Regions from separate parts of the Canis lupus genome. Here region 2 is linked to region 1. Evidence: chromatin contacts called from public Hi-C data. All regions are on one chromosome and are shown on one strand. Each heading gives the region's core, a stretch centred on a gene start, on an enhancer-like site or on the middle of the called end of the contact. The rest is flanking DNA. Distances are from core to core; before and after follow the strand shown.

What was found. A called contact is a pair of places that touch in the nucleus more often than the background predicts.
Region 2: a Hi-C map of amygdala shows a contact between it and region 1, with 5 times the contacts expected there. The contact joins two enhancer-like sites. A contact is called at or near these places in 4 of 9 Hi-C or Micro-C datasets (amygdala, blood, liver and 1 more).

What each region holds. Positions count from the first base shown.
Region 1 is chr14:41,112,061-41,119,348 of UU_Cfam_GSD_1.0, reverse strand. All of the region lies in intron 2 of JAZF1 (juxtaposed with another zinc finger protein 1), which reads left to right. Among named protein-coding and RNA genes, the nearest start is that of TAX1BP1, 170 kb to the right of the region's middle. Within about 2 kb of position 1,703, at least 3 of the 20 cell types and tissues checked have an H3K27ac peak or open chromatin away from gene starts, as enhancers often do.
Region 2 is chr14:41,188,546-41,195,342 of UU_Cfam_GSD_1.0, reverse strand. All of the region lies in intron 1 of JAZF1 (juxtaposed with another zinc finger protein 1), which reads left to right. Among named protein-coding and RNA genes, the nearest start is that of JAZF1, 180 kb to the left of the region's middle. Within about 2 kb of position 2,547, at least 2 of the 20 cell types and tissues checked have an H3K27ac peak or open chromatin away from gene starts, as enhancers often do.

The DNA of each region.
Region 1 (7,288 bases), core at 454-2,953:
GCTGACTTTCTACCACACACATGCACCAGAATGACCCATCCAAACGAATATTGTCCTTTAAAGGTGTCACACTGGGAGACGTTTGCAGGTGTGTATTTCTGTGAAGTTCCCATTGCTCGAAACATGAAACATGTCTGCAGCTGTTCTTTTGGCATGGCCTTCAAAGCAACTTCAACCCACAGGAGAGGTTTAGACTCCTATTTTGCCACACCTTATTTTGGGTGAGTTGTGCTGGTTTGCATTTTACTCTTTAGGGACCTTGGGAGGCTGAATCCACCCATCTTATTCTCCAAACTTGATTATAAATGGCTTTTGGCTCCACAGTGACAAAGAGTTACCACCCTCAGTGATACTCCACAGAATTCCAAGCATTTTCCAAAGTTGTTTTCAGAAGGAAGTCTAAAACCTTTTTGAGGGCAGCCCGAGTGGCTCAGTGGTTTAGCACCGCCTTCAGCCCAGGGTGTGATCCTAGAGACCCGGGATCGAGTCCCACGTTGGGCTCCCTGCATGGAACCTGCTTCTCCCTCTGCCTGTGTCTGTGCCTCTCTCTCTCTCTCTCTCTCTCTCTCTCTCTCATGAATAAATAAAAAAATTAAACCTTTTTGAGTAATGAAATGGCAGCATAGTACAATAAGTGCATATGGCTGCTTAAGATGGCTGCATGAAAGAGGAGAGCCCTATCTTTTTATATGTGCTCTGGCATTTGTCTTAAAATAGTCTGATTACTTTATAGTTAGGCATACCACACTGGTAAAGTATTGTGTTTATGGTGGGTGGTGGTGGTGTTTTGTGTCCTAAGCAGTTCTAGGTTTGTGCTTCCTTAGAGCTGAACTCATCATCTTAGCAAAAAACAAGTTAAAGCAGCTTATGCAGATTTGCCCAGAGAATGCACGCAGTACCCTATTGGCTTCATAAAAATAAGAAGACATTTTTAATGGCATCTGTTTTTCTAGGTCCTTTAACACGACAGCAAATTGAAATATTAGCCACCTTCCATTGGATGACACAGTTGTCTAAATACTCATTAAAAAAAACTCCTCCTTTCCTGGCTTCCCAAAAAGAACAAGGTTTAGAAAGATGAAAATATACTTCATGGGCGCTAATTCATTCTTTATTCATTCACACGACTTTGTGAGAGATTTAAGATATGTCTTGATGCTCCTACTTACTATAGTGAAAAAAAATTCCAGAAAATGTTCAGTTTCTGATATACCTTCTTGTCAGACTGTTTCTGAACTTGGCTGCAGGCAAGTGGCAGGCCATGTGGCCAATGACCTCGCCAGGCTTTGCAAGTGCTACCTGCACAGATAGTGATAAGGACCCAGAACAGCACACACACAGACACACACCATCCAATAGGAATGAGGTGAAGGCGGCGTTTCTTGTATCCAAGAATAAAGCCCACTCGTACTCTGTGGCTAAATTTTAAACAGCACTTTGGACCCGAACTAGCTGACTTCTTTCTGTTTCTTCCATTAACCCTGGACTAGCCCATCCCTGCCAGATGTGTTGCATTTTAGATCTCCTTCCCTCAGTCGCCTGGTGTTCAGAAATTGGGCTAGGGCTGTCTGGGGTTTAAGTTCAGCCACTAAATCATGTCACTGTGGTGTGAATTTCCTTCCCTGTGCTGAGGATATGCAAATACGCTCGGCCTAATCCTCATCACCTGTCCACTCCTCGTGGGCCAAGCCTGCTGCAGGCCAGGCCCTGGTGGGACTGGGCTTGGGGGGCCGTGGGGAGCAGGGGTGGGAGGAATGACTGTAAATGTTGGCGGCGCCAGGCCCAGTCGCGCTCCCGTTGCTGGCAGCCCAACATCTGCTGAGAAGCGTGCGCTTCCATCAAGTCGGCTACAGCCTCCCGGTGGGAGATAAGCCCCCCAGTGAAGGAGGCTGAGCCTGGCGGCGGATTCCAGGCCTGGTGGAATAATGTCTGACATTCAACTCTGTGAGGTTGGGATGGGGTGTGTGGAGATGATTCCACAGGAACCAGCAGCTGCCCTATTTTAACTTTGGCTGTTGACAGTTCATGCTGAGAGCACTTGTTTCTGAACTCCACAGAGCTGGAAACTCAGCGTTTTAATTTGGGGTTTTCATTTGGAAGAGTCATTTTACTGGAACCAAAACGTCTGCTGACATTACCCTAAGAACATGCTGGTCTTGTCTACACCCCGGAGAAGAGGAGATGAGAAAACCCTCCAACACCGAACTCAAGTCCTTGGGAAAAGCAGCCAAGCCACCAGAGAATGTGCGGTTGGCTGGTTAGACTGTCCCCAGGGTCCCCAGGGAAACACTGAGATTCATCTACAGATTTACTGCAAACAATTGTAGCCTTGGTCCTTGCCCCAGACCACTGCCGCCTTTTGACTCCCTGAAGGTCTTTCAAAAAGATCGTGTTTACTGATTCAAAGTCCTGAGGAAGGAAGTTTTAATACCTACAATATCAAGTTCTTTTCCATCATCATATGACTTCCCATTTATTCCACTTATCCTGGCTTCCAGACGAATGTAAACCATGCATTTTCCTGCCAGAGAGAGGAACTTTGAGGAGCTCGCCCCAGCCCCTTTGAGAATTATTAAAAGCATGTATCTCTGGGTGCTCCAGGAACTATAGGAGTTACCTGGCACAGATTAAACTCAGTAAAAGGAAATATTGTGGTCAGATGCTTCCTCTTTTAAATTAATACTCCCTTGACTATTCTGGAAAAAAAAAAATCACCCACTATTAAAAGTTGTTAGTACTTTTGCTGACTTGAAAATATTATGAAAAAATTTCCTATTAAAAGTTGTTGGTTATTTTGCTGACTTTAAGAATATTTTATAACCAACATAAAATGTGGCTTGAAAGGTACCATCTAAATGAAAATGAGAGCTTGCCTTATTTTTTGTTCTGTCTTCAGTACACTTCCTCATATTTATCTTTACATACGGGTTTCTTTCAGTAATGATTTATATTTGCTTTATCCGAAAAGTTTATAATATGCCCTGTAAAAATTTACATTAAGTTCCCTAAAACACTTGAGAGGTTCACTGGATTTTGGTAGGCATATACTTCATTCACTAGAATGAAAACTTGGCTGAGGGAATCATGACGTTTGTCCACATAACTAACTTCTAGTTTCTTCTTCCTTGTATCCTGACCCTTAAAGCTCAGGTATGCTAGAAATTTTTTTCTTAAGTGAACTATTCAGGGCCCCATGGTCTTCATGGATAATCTTAAGAATTATTGTTGCGACAATAATAATACTAATATTTTGCAGTGCATTTTAGGAAGAGGTCCCAGCAGTGCACAGAAACTTTGTATGAAAGGCAGCTCGAAAAAAAAAAAAAAGGCAGCTCGAATTAACAAAAGTGTTATTTTTTGTAAGTGAGTTTCTTGGAAGAGTCTTTGCTTGCCTGCCGTTATAGCAAACATCTTTCCAATGAGATCTGATGTATGAAGTTTTGACAACCATTCCCCTTTTATTGCAAATCTAAATCCGGGCTGGTAAGCGCCTTCAAAACTTCTGGCCTGCAGAGGGCTCTCTAATACCATGTTTTCTTAGCCCTCGCTTGGAAAAAGTAAAAAAAGCCATACTTGCTGGAAGGGGGAAGGGGAAGCCCAGAGGCTTCATAACGTTCCTGCAGTCAGCCTGGTGGCAGTCTGGTAAACAGACTAGGAATTGTGGGCAAAGTCCTTTTCCCTGAGTCTTTACCAAGCATGAGATCGGAGGACCCTGTCCGGATTCATTATTTTAATAGCCTAGAGCTAGTTCACGTAGCAGCAGGAGTCCACCAAAAAGGCATTTCATTATTGAAACCAAAACTGGTACGTTGTAACTGCCGATTAGTAGTAGTCAGGGTTTTTTTTTTTTCGGTATTTCAAGTAATTTATAAAGCGTTTACACACATAAATAGAAAGCTTTAAATGCTGATATTCCATAAAAAGTAAATAAAATATATTTTTGTGCATTAAGACTTAATTAAGTGGCATGATTTCATGTCACAAATTTAAAACAGGCGGGTGAGACTTGCCAACATTACTGCAGCTGTGTTTTACATTAGGAAATTAATTAAAACAGTCATTTATGCTTTTTTCCACTTACAGGTATTTAGACCTCTCTGTATTACACCATATATTTTCCCTTCAATCATTATATTATGGTAATCTATCTTAGCAGGCTATATCTTATTCTGTTAGTAGTAGAGGCATGTGGGGGGACATGAATCTAATGAAAAATTTGTCCTGTGCTGGTGAAGCAGATCAAACAGCCTGAAGACACTTCCTGCTGACTTCGAAAGAGGGGGTGCTCCGTATTTATGCACAAGTTCTTTCCTTTTTTCACATCTTAGCAGAATTTCATTTTACGTTTCATTAGAACAGGGTTTTTCTTTTTCCCCTGGTGTCAGGAAGGGGGAAGCAGGGGAAACAGAAAAAAAAGACTTGACGTGCCAGGTGACACATCATCATTTAGACTTAGCTGTTATGCGAGACCTTATTTTTGAAGCCGACCTGCTTATAAAGCTCAGTTATGGAATGTGCTAAACCTAAAACAAATTAAAACACGCCCAAGTGGATAGTTGATATGCAGTTTGCAATTCAAATAAATATTGTCCTGATTTTCTGTATCAGAGCTAAATAATGGCTAAATAATGACTCCCTTGAGCTATCAAGAACAAATCGATCACCCTGTACTTATTTACTGCAGTTATTTATGTTAACAACCATAATAAAATTATTACTTGATGAAGTTTTAATGATGTAAGTAATTTTGCTTCCCAAGAGGCATCAGTTGCCAAATGAGGCTGAAGTTTTGAAAAAGCTACAGACTCAGTATATAAAACGTTAACTATAAGATCTTTACTTTGGGGTGTAACATACAATAATATGGACTAGTCTTAGGTCGGGGTCAGAGACTTTTGTTTCCTCAAACACCAGAGGTATTTCCCGTAAGTTACTCACACCTGTGAGACATCCATTTGATTGATTTTAAGGGTGGCAATCAGGGAGGATTCTAACTAAGGCATAAGCAATTACACAGTTGCACACAGAAGTAAACAAGGAAGGAAACCAGGAACTACCAGAAACAAGGAAGGAGTTGTCATTAGTGGTAGTTAGACTTAGAGCCTATTTCCAACTTGTGCTTCTTGAATGGATTAGCTGCTTTTAATTATTTTTTAAAAAGGCATATGTAAAAAAGACATTGGTAAAATTCATAGCTCTGAATCTTCTTAGCTCTCTGAAATCAAATTCCTTGTTGAGTGCTCCTGTAATCAAACAGCACAAAATTAAGCCCATTCCTTCCTTTTTTTTTTTTTTTTTTTAAGATTTTATTTATTTATTCATGAGAGAGATGCAGAGACACAGGCAGAGGAAGAAGCAGGCTCCACGCAGGGAGCCCGGCATGGGACTCGATCCCGGATCTCCAGGATCAGGCCCTGGGCTGTAGGCAGTGCTAAACCGCTCAGCCACCCGGACTGCCCCTCCTTTTGTAACCTTAAGTCCACCCCTTTTTTCTAAGACTTCACTCAAACCTATTGTGTGCTTTCCAGCAAATTTGGCACTATTTTACTTATTTCTGTGTTGTTGCCCTGTTATCTCAGAATACATCCTCTTGCTTGCTCTGTCTAGCACTGGTAGGTTACATTTTTGATAACAGAACATGCTCTTATAGTGCTTTCAGCCAGTATTGACATGCTTGCATCTTGAGTAGTCTAAACTTGGTGGTTCTCAAACCAATAGCATTAGCATCCACCTGGGGAACTTGTTAGAAATGCTCATTCTCAGATGCTACTCCAGACCTATTGAATCCATTTACCTTTGAAAAATTGATAAATGTTTTTTTAAAAACTCTCACCACAGGTTTGTGTATGATTGACTTATCATTATTCTTAACTGGTTTACACCCCAATTTTTCCCTTTTTAGATCCTGTTGACAACTTGGGGCCAGCCAGGTCCAAAGTGTTTCTCCTGTGAGGTCAAAAGTTGTAATTCTGCAAAGTATAATTTAATATCTCCTCCTAATGGGATAGTCCACCCAACCTGTGCTGAGTATTTAACATTGCCCCTTACTGGGTTCTGTTTTTTTGTTTTTGTTTTTTAAGATTTTATTTATTTATTCATGAGAGATACAGAGAGAGAGAGAAGCAGAGACCCAGACAAAGGGAGAAGCAGGCTCCATGCAGGGAGCCTGATGTGGGACTCAATCCCGGGACTCCAGGATCACGCCCTGGCTGAAGGCAGGCGCTAAACCACTGAGCCACCCAGGGATCCCTGGGTTCTGTTCTAATACTACCTCAATCGTTTATTAAGCAGGTGACCTTCAGTGGGCCTCTCACCATCTGCTCTTAAGAACTCTAATATTTCGCATGGTGTGAAAGCAAAAATCTTTACGCAGAGGGCTGGGCTAGTGACTTCACAAAGTCCCAAATCAGATTATTGATATTAATGAAATGTGTTAAAAAAAGAATCCATCTGAGTAAATCTGAAGATCTAATTGGCTTTATTCAGCAATTCGTGGATCAAGCAACATCCCACCCAGCAAATAGAAAGGAGCTTCAAGGACTTATACAGAATGAAAGGCTTTTATAGGCACCACTGTTTCTCTTCCACTCCTCAGTTCCTTTGGGAAAATATACAGTGAACAGTCCAATAGATTAGTCAAATTAGTTAGTATATAATCAATATTAGTCAATGTACAGTCAGAGAAATGGAAATTTAAAAAAAAAACACAACAGTAAATGAAGTGACTGCTTGCAACTCTGCTCACAAATGTTCAATGAAGCCATACAGGGAGAACATACTCAATAACTACCTGATTATCTGCAAAGAATGAATGGAAAAGTTCAAATACTATAAACTATTGACTGCTCTATTCTTGAGCTAGATTCTGTTTGTAAGCTGCTAATTCCCCTCCTTTGCTCAAAAGGATACAGCAATATCTGTGTCATGATCCCCTGCCTTGCAAATCAGTGAAGTGATATTACTACATATGAACAATTAGAAAATAACCAAGTACTGAACCTTGTGGTTTTCTGGTAGTTGGAATTGGTGTCCACATGACATACATGTTAGCCCGAATGATGATAAAATGTGAAGTGTAACATGAGCCAGGGCTTGAAGGATGATTAGGATTTTTTTAAAGGGGGTGTCTGAGCTAAAAGGGAAAAAATAATTTAAATGCAGCATTAAAGTTGTATATACTTTATATTAGGTAGGATGGGCTTGGTTATACTGCTTGAAAAAAATAATTTCCAGAACTCAATGACTTAATACTGCAAAGTTTATTTTTTGCCCACTGTGAATGTCCAGT
Region 2 (6,797 bases), core at 1,298-3,797, 75 kb before region 1:
AAGAGAGAGGCAGAGGGAGAAGCAGGCTCCACGCAGGGAGCCTGACAACGTGGGACTCAATCCTGGGTCTCCAGGATCACGCCCTGGGCCAAAGGCGGCGCTGAGCCACCCAGGCTGCCCCTTTCCCAACATTTTTAAAGAAATATTATCAGAGTGCATTGCATGTGGTGAGGTTGAGTGCTGTTTTGTGAAACTTTTGTATATTTCTGTGCAGGAGGTATACTGGTTATAATTTAAAATATATATGCTACTTTGTTTTGTGGTGCAAATGTTGAAAAAACACTGAGCTAGATTGTTGGCTAGAGTGGAGGTAGAACAAGGGAGGAGAGAAGGTCAAGCAGGCAGTGTGGCTGTAGATGTTCAGCAACTAACATACATATTTAAAAAGTATGTTATCTTGACATTCCTTTTTAAATATCTTTATGATATTGAGTCCATGTCTAGAGTATTAAACTTCATCTCATATAAGCCGAGAAAATCCATCAGTCTTTGCCTTCCATTTTTCTGAAGCTCAGCTGATAGTAATGTTTACCAAATCCCAAAAGTCTCCTGAGCCTCTCTGAGGAATCCAATGTCTTGCAGTCCCTTTGATAGCATCTATTTTCCTTAAGCATTAGAAAGTTTTGCATTTGGTTTGAATGTGTGATAAAATCACTTGAATGTGTCTTAGTTTATGAATTGAAAGGCTTTCCTTTTGTCTGTAGAGCAAGTTAATTGACCACACTCTTATTAGTTAATCACAATGGCTTTTAATAAACTCGGCTGAAAGCTAGCCAGAAAGTTCTATCTCTACTTGAAAAGACCTGTAGCTCTTTGGAAAAATAATTGGAGAACTTCCCGACTCTCCCAGGAGAAATTAACACAGGTGCATACGCACACTCGCTCTCAGAGCTCCAGGGTTGGCACAGGAAAACGAAATCTAAGTTCTTTATACAAATAACTCTGGTCATTGTTTTAATGTATAGTTTAAGCCTTCTCTACGAAGTATGTGCTAGAGGCACAAACAAGTAAATACATGGCTGCATGGAGTTATTAACTCCGAGACCACCTTAAGTTGGCCACTGGAAGCAGAGCCCTTGGAGTTTAGTTCAGTGCAGGATTCTCCTCTCCATCCTGTGAGGCTGATGGCTATCCTCTCCATTTCACAGGTAAAAGAACTTGCTAAAAGCTGTAGGTTAGAAATAAATTAAGACTAGACTCTGTACCTTCTAAAGATTAAGTTCTAAATCTGTGTTAAGGTCCGGCACCCAAAGGAGTAACTGAATAGGAGATGCAGGTGTAGTAATCACAGTTAATCCTGTATCACAGTTCTCATTTCTTTTTTTTTTTTTTAAGATTTTATTCATTCATGAGAGACACAGAGAGAGAGAGAGAGAGAGAGAGGCAGAGACACAAGGAGAGGGAGAAGCAGGCTCCATGTAGGAAGACCGATGTGGGACTCAATCCCAGGTCTCCAGGATCAGGCCCTGGGCTGAAGGCGGTGCTAAACCGCTGAGCCACCCGGGCTGCCCACGGTTCCAGTTTCCATCAGAATTTGTCCTAGTCTCATTCCAGTGTTTCCAAAGCATGCCAGTGCTTCTATCGATGAAGTGTTTTTTCTTTTCTTTCTTTCTTTCTTTTTTTTTTTTTTTTAATAGTAAGGGAAGAGAGGGAGAGCCACTTAGTGATTTACTTTGAGTGCATTGACATTAATAGCATGCTGGGACTAAGTGGTGGTTAGGGTTAGTGGCAGGCACTAGGAATTCAGACCTGGATCTAAGGCCTCATCCCCTAGCCGTGTGGCCTGGATGTTTTCTGAGCCTGATATTTTCCTTTGGGAAAGAGATGGGGGAGATACTTTCTTTGTAGGGTTCTCCTGAGGATTGCCCATTCCATACTGATGCATAGTAGGAATATGGTAAGTGGCAATGATACCTTTATGATCAGTTGTTACTGCCACTTAAAAGCAATTGTTCACAAATTTGTCCACAATGTAAACACTCAGTGCTTTCAGACATGACTGCCTAAGAGAATAATAGTAATTGCTATGATTTATTAAGTACTTAGCATGTACCAGCCACTGTGCTCTGGGATATATATGGCTTATCTCATATAATCCTTATAATAACCTCATAATGTGTAGGAACTATGAGTCACTGTCTTCCCTATCAGAAAACTGAGATGGGCTGAGAAAATTGCTCAAATTGCAGTCAGCAGTGAACTGCGCCTGTAGCTACCATATTATGTTGCCTCGCCTAAAGGAAGTAAGCCTTATTTAAAAAAAAAAAAAAAGGCAATGTCAAGTCCACAGTTGGTTCCCAGAAGTCCTTCCACAAAAGCTAGGGATGCCAAGAGCCATCTGCCAGGGCCCTCCCAGGAGCCCAGATTTACACAAGAGGGATCTGAGTTACAGCCCAGCACGCACCCCTACTCATTAGCAAGTAGAATGAAGGCAGAGCCTTCACAGAATGGCGGGGGGGAGGGTGAATACCCAACAACCCCATCACCCCTGTGGCCCGTGAGCCTGCACACCAAGCTCCTGGCTAAGCCTGGGCAAGGAGACCGTGGTGTACGTGATCCTATAGCCAGCCAGGCAGAGCTCTACAGATCTGACCTTGAGCCACGCACCGCTGTAACCGATATGCGTGTTCTGTTTGGTGACCTTTGGGCAGAACAATCAGGTCACTAGGTCTAGACTTTCAGCTTTTCAAAAAAAATTTTTTATAAGCACTGATTTGGCTTCTCTGGGAGATGAGAAGTAATGGCGATGATTCTTTTTGCCAAATCCTTGACTTAACTGGCTTCCAAAAATGCAAAACTAATATGCTTGGTTGTGACCTGGTTTGTAACTGAGGTGAATAATAACAGCACAGGAAAACCACACTGGTTCAGGCCAATCTGAATTATGGGAAAATCTGAGCCACAGAATAGTTCAAGTGATGTAGTCTTATTAATTTTAAGACCACACTGGGAAGAAAATCAGTGACCAAAAAAAAAGTTCCTGGTCAGAGGTCTTATCAGAATGTTCTCATGCATAGATGAAAATCACTCACGACTTAAGGATCATTGATAACTGGTTGGTTGTGATTTGGCTTTTAAAAAACTTGAAGACCTTAACCCGTTCCTATAATTATCAAGCTTAACACTTTCTGTACAGAAAGTAAAAGAGGGGAGAACAGAACTCCAAGTGAAGTCTGAATTTAAAAGGTTTTACTGGATGTTGGATTTATTTTTAAAACCTTTAAGTCACTTTCAATATTTCATTGCCAGTTTCACAATTGCCTTTTTAACTTGGAAAAAATACAAACTGTTTGGTTTAATGACTTTCCCAACCAGTTAATTCTCGATCCCTTTCCTGGTTTCTAAGCCTTCTCAAGTCCTATTAATAATTGTCAATCCTGGTGACATGTTAGAATTTTGGAGATGGGTCGTGGGCATCTGAATTTTTTTTTTAAGCTCCCCAGGTCCTACTAACATGCAGTTCTGGTGGAGAACCATTTATTTCTAGGTAATTGGTGTTATAGAAATGAAACAGATGATACCAAACCTGCTTATAGGATGCATAGGCAGCAGGTGTCAGAACACCAGGATGGGGATTTTTTTTCTCAGCTTGGAAAGACTTTTTCCTAACTGGCTCACTTCTGCATTTATTCCTGTCATTTCTCTAGAGCCCTTAAAAGTACTTAAATCACAAAACCTATGTAAGCAGTGTGTGATTCCTATGCTTAGCAGAAAAGCAGGTATTTTTTAATACTAGATCATTTTTATTACAGATCAATGTAAGTCAAGTCCTCTAAAGTCTGGTCTCCTTCACAACTGGGACCTTTTTTGGGGAAGGGAGAGGTCTTCAGTGCCTAGCACCAAACACTTGCCATATATTTGGCCTTCTGTAAATATCAGTTATTACTTTAATCTTGGTCTCTTAATTGGGTCTCTTCTTTATCAACTTTTTCTCCTATAGTATCTAAGCTTGTCCTAAATTTATAATTTGGTCAAGGGAGAAGGAAGGAAATTTCTTCAGGTGCAGATGGGAGAGATGTCACAGTAGATCTAGGCTTCAGGTGAATGCAATTCATGGTGTCAGAACTGCCCTTTAAAGAAGAAAAGTTTTGGCAGGTGGGGGTGGAATGGGTTACAGGGGGAAAAAAAGGAACAAATGGGAACAGATCGGCATTAATAAATATTCAGAGTGAGCCCCACTCTTGTGTCAGTGTTTGTAGGTGGTGTTATTACAAGTAGTATTGGGTGATGGGAGTTGTGCACACTCTCATTTTTCACTTTAATTGCTTGCCTGAAAAGATCCTGACAGCTTCAAAGGTTACTGGTGGTTGCATTGTTCATAACTCAGAAGTAATATGCATGTGCAATTTGCTTCATTATTGCCCACTAATAACCAATTCTGGAGGAAGTCCTAAAGCCACCAAAGGAGCTATAATTTGACATGATGGTTTCCTCCTCCTCTTTCCCCCATTCTTTATCCTATTTTAAGAAGGAGCCACAGATGTTGTGTTGATGCAGGTATGATTTTACTCTCATTTTCTTTCCATGGGGTTTGATAAATTCTTAGAGGTGTTTTTTTTCTTTTTTTTTTTTTTTTTTAGATCCAAAAAAAGGCAAGACAAAATATTTAAAGTTTCAGATTAGGACTTCAGGTCCAACAAAACAAACTGGCATTCCAGTTACTTTGTGTTCTGGTTGATTTAGTTTGGCAGCACATGACTCACTAAAACCCTTAAACATAAATGGCTTAAGTGGAAGAGTTTATTTCTCTCACTTTCCAGACCTCTGGAGGATGTCGGTGCAGGAGTGGTATGGGGCTTCACAGGATCAGGGATCCAGATTCTTATTGTGTTGCCCCGCCATGTATGATTTCCATTCCTAAGATTATCTCAATTCCAAAGTAGATGCAGGAGCTCCAGTTATTCTTCCAGCCTGCAGGAAGGAAAATGACCCCAAAGAAAGGTGCATGCTTTTAAGGAGGCTTCCCAGAAAGCTTACATCCTGCTGGCCAGGACTTGGCCACATGGCTGCACCTGGCACGAGGGGGATACGTAGACTTCTACCAGACAGCGAGGTGCCCGGTCCCTGGAGGAAGAACAGAAAATGGCTGTTGGATGGCAGCCAGCAGTTTCTGCCACACTGTGTGAATGATGAGTTCTTAGGTTTTCTCTGCATCATTCTGCCTCTGACTATAAAATGGAGATAATCCAGGACAGTGCGGAATTTAATTGCAAAACACTTCACAGGCTGAAGAATTGAGTAGTAGCTACATCGAACACTGCTCATTTAATCCCTCATTTCAGCCCCGGGGCAAAAGTACTATCTTTATCAACATTTTTTTAAAAATATGTATTTATTAGAAGCATGAGCTGGAGGAAGGGCAGAGGGAGAGAGACCATCTCAAGCAGACTCCCTACCCAGTGTGGAGCTGGATGTGGGGCTTCATCTCACCACGTGGAGATCACGACCTGAGCCAAAACCAAGAGTCAGGTGCTTAACCGACTGAGCCACCCGGGTGCCCCATATCTTTGTGTTTTACAGATGAAGAAAATGAAGACTTAAAGAGGTTGTATAGCTAGTATTGAACTGAGGCAGCTTGACTTGTGTGGGATCGCATTATAAATCCTAAGCAACACCAGGAAGTGGGAACAGGGCTTCCAATGACAGGGTAACTGCAAGAGTGAGCCTCAGAGACTCGGGTACCAGGTCGTGTAAATCACTGGACTCTAGGCCGTTTGTGACTCTGTACCCCCTACCCCTGCTAGTTTTTCCTGTGATACTTACCAACTACTCAGTTTCTAGTGCAGTCCAGCCTCTGCCTTTTCTACATACTGGGTAGGATCTCTTTATCCCTTGTGCTTACTACTTGGCTGAGTGACAGGATAACCAAGTTTTTAATCAGACTTGGGTTTTTACTATATATCATTGTTTTGAGTACTTGCTCTGGTTCGGGGGCCTGCTGGAATGTGTGGCTGTGTGATGGCATCTTCAACACTCCGTTTCCATGTGTATCATGGGTCCTTTATCTCTCCCTGCTTTGAGATCCAGGCTTTCTTGGTTCTGCAAAATGTCTCTCTACACCTCAGAAGCAGACCTCCCTTTCTTGGCTGTCAAACCCTTTTCACTTTCTAGATACTTCTTACTTTTGATAATGAGGCACTCAGCTCTATAACATAAGCAAAATTATGTCTCTTCATTTCTCCTTTCCTCAGATCTTCTATTTCTGTCTTCTACTTTCTCCCCCATTCTCCATCCCACCACTGGTTATTTTTCTAAAACACAGACCTGTTGGTTTACATCTTCAGCCCCTCTCCACTGTCTATGGAAGTAAGTCTGAATGCTCCTGAGCATTTCAAACCCTCCAAGATGTGGGCCCTCTGAACTGCAAGACTCGTCTTGCAGAGTTCCAGCCACCCTGGACATCTTGCTGGTCTCTGTTTCTGCTCATGTGCTCAAACTCTTTTCTATTCCAACTGACCATTTTCCTTCTTTTCCAACTGGAGATTTAGTTCAAAGCTCATGTAAAATTTGCTTTCGAGAAGTGTCTGATTCTCTAAGAATCCTGTTTTGTTTTTACGGCAGTTAGTAGGATTCTCTATATTGGCATCGTTACACCACAGTCCATCGTTAGATTATTATTAACGGTGAATGGTGTCATTTTTCTTGCTCAGTTGTGGATCTACTGACTTAGAATTTCCCTTGAGCAACTAGCATATGGCAAGAATTCAGTATGTCTTTCTTGAAACAAATTCCATTTCTCTGTTTCCATAAAGAAAAAGCTCTTCTCTAAGTGGAAACAACCTCTTGCATCCTTTTGC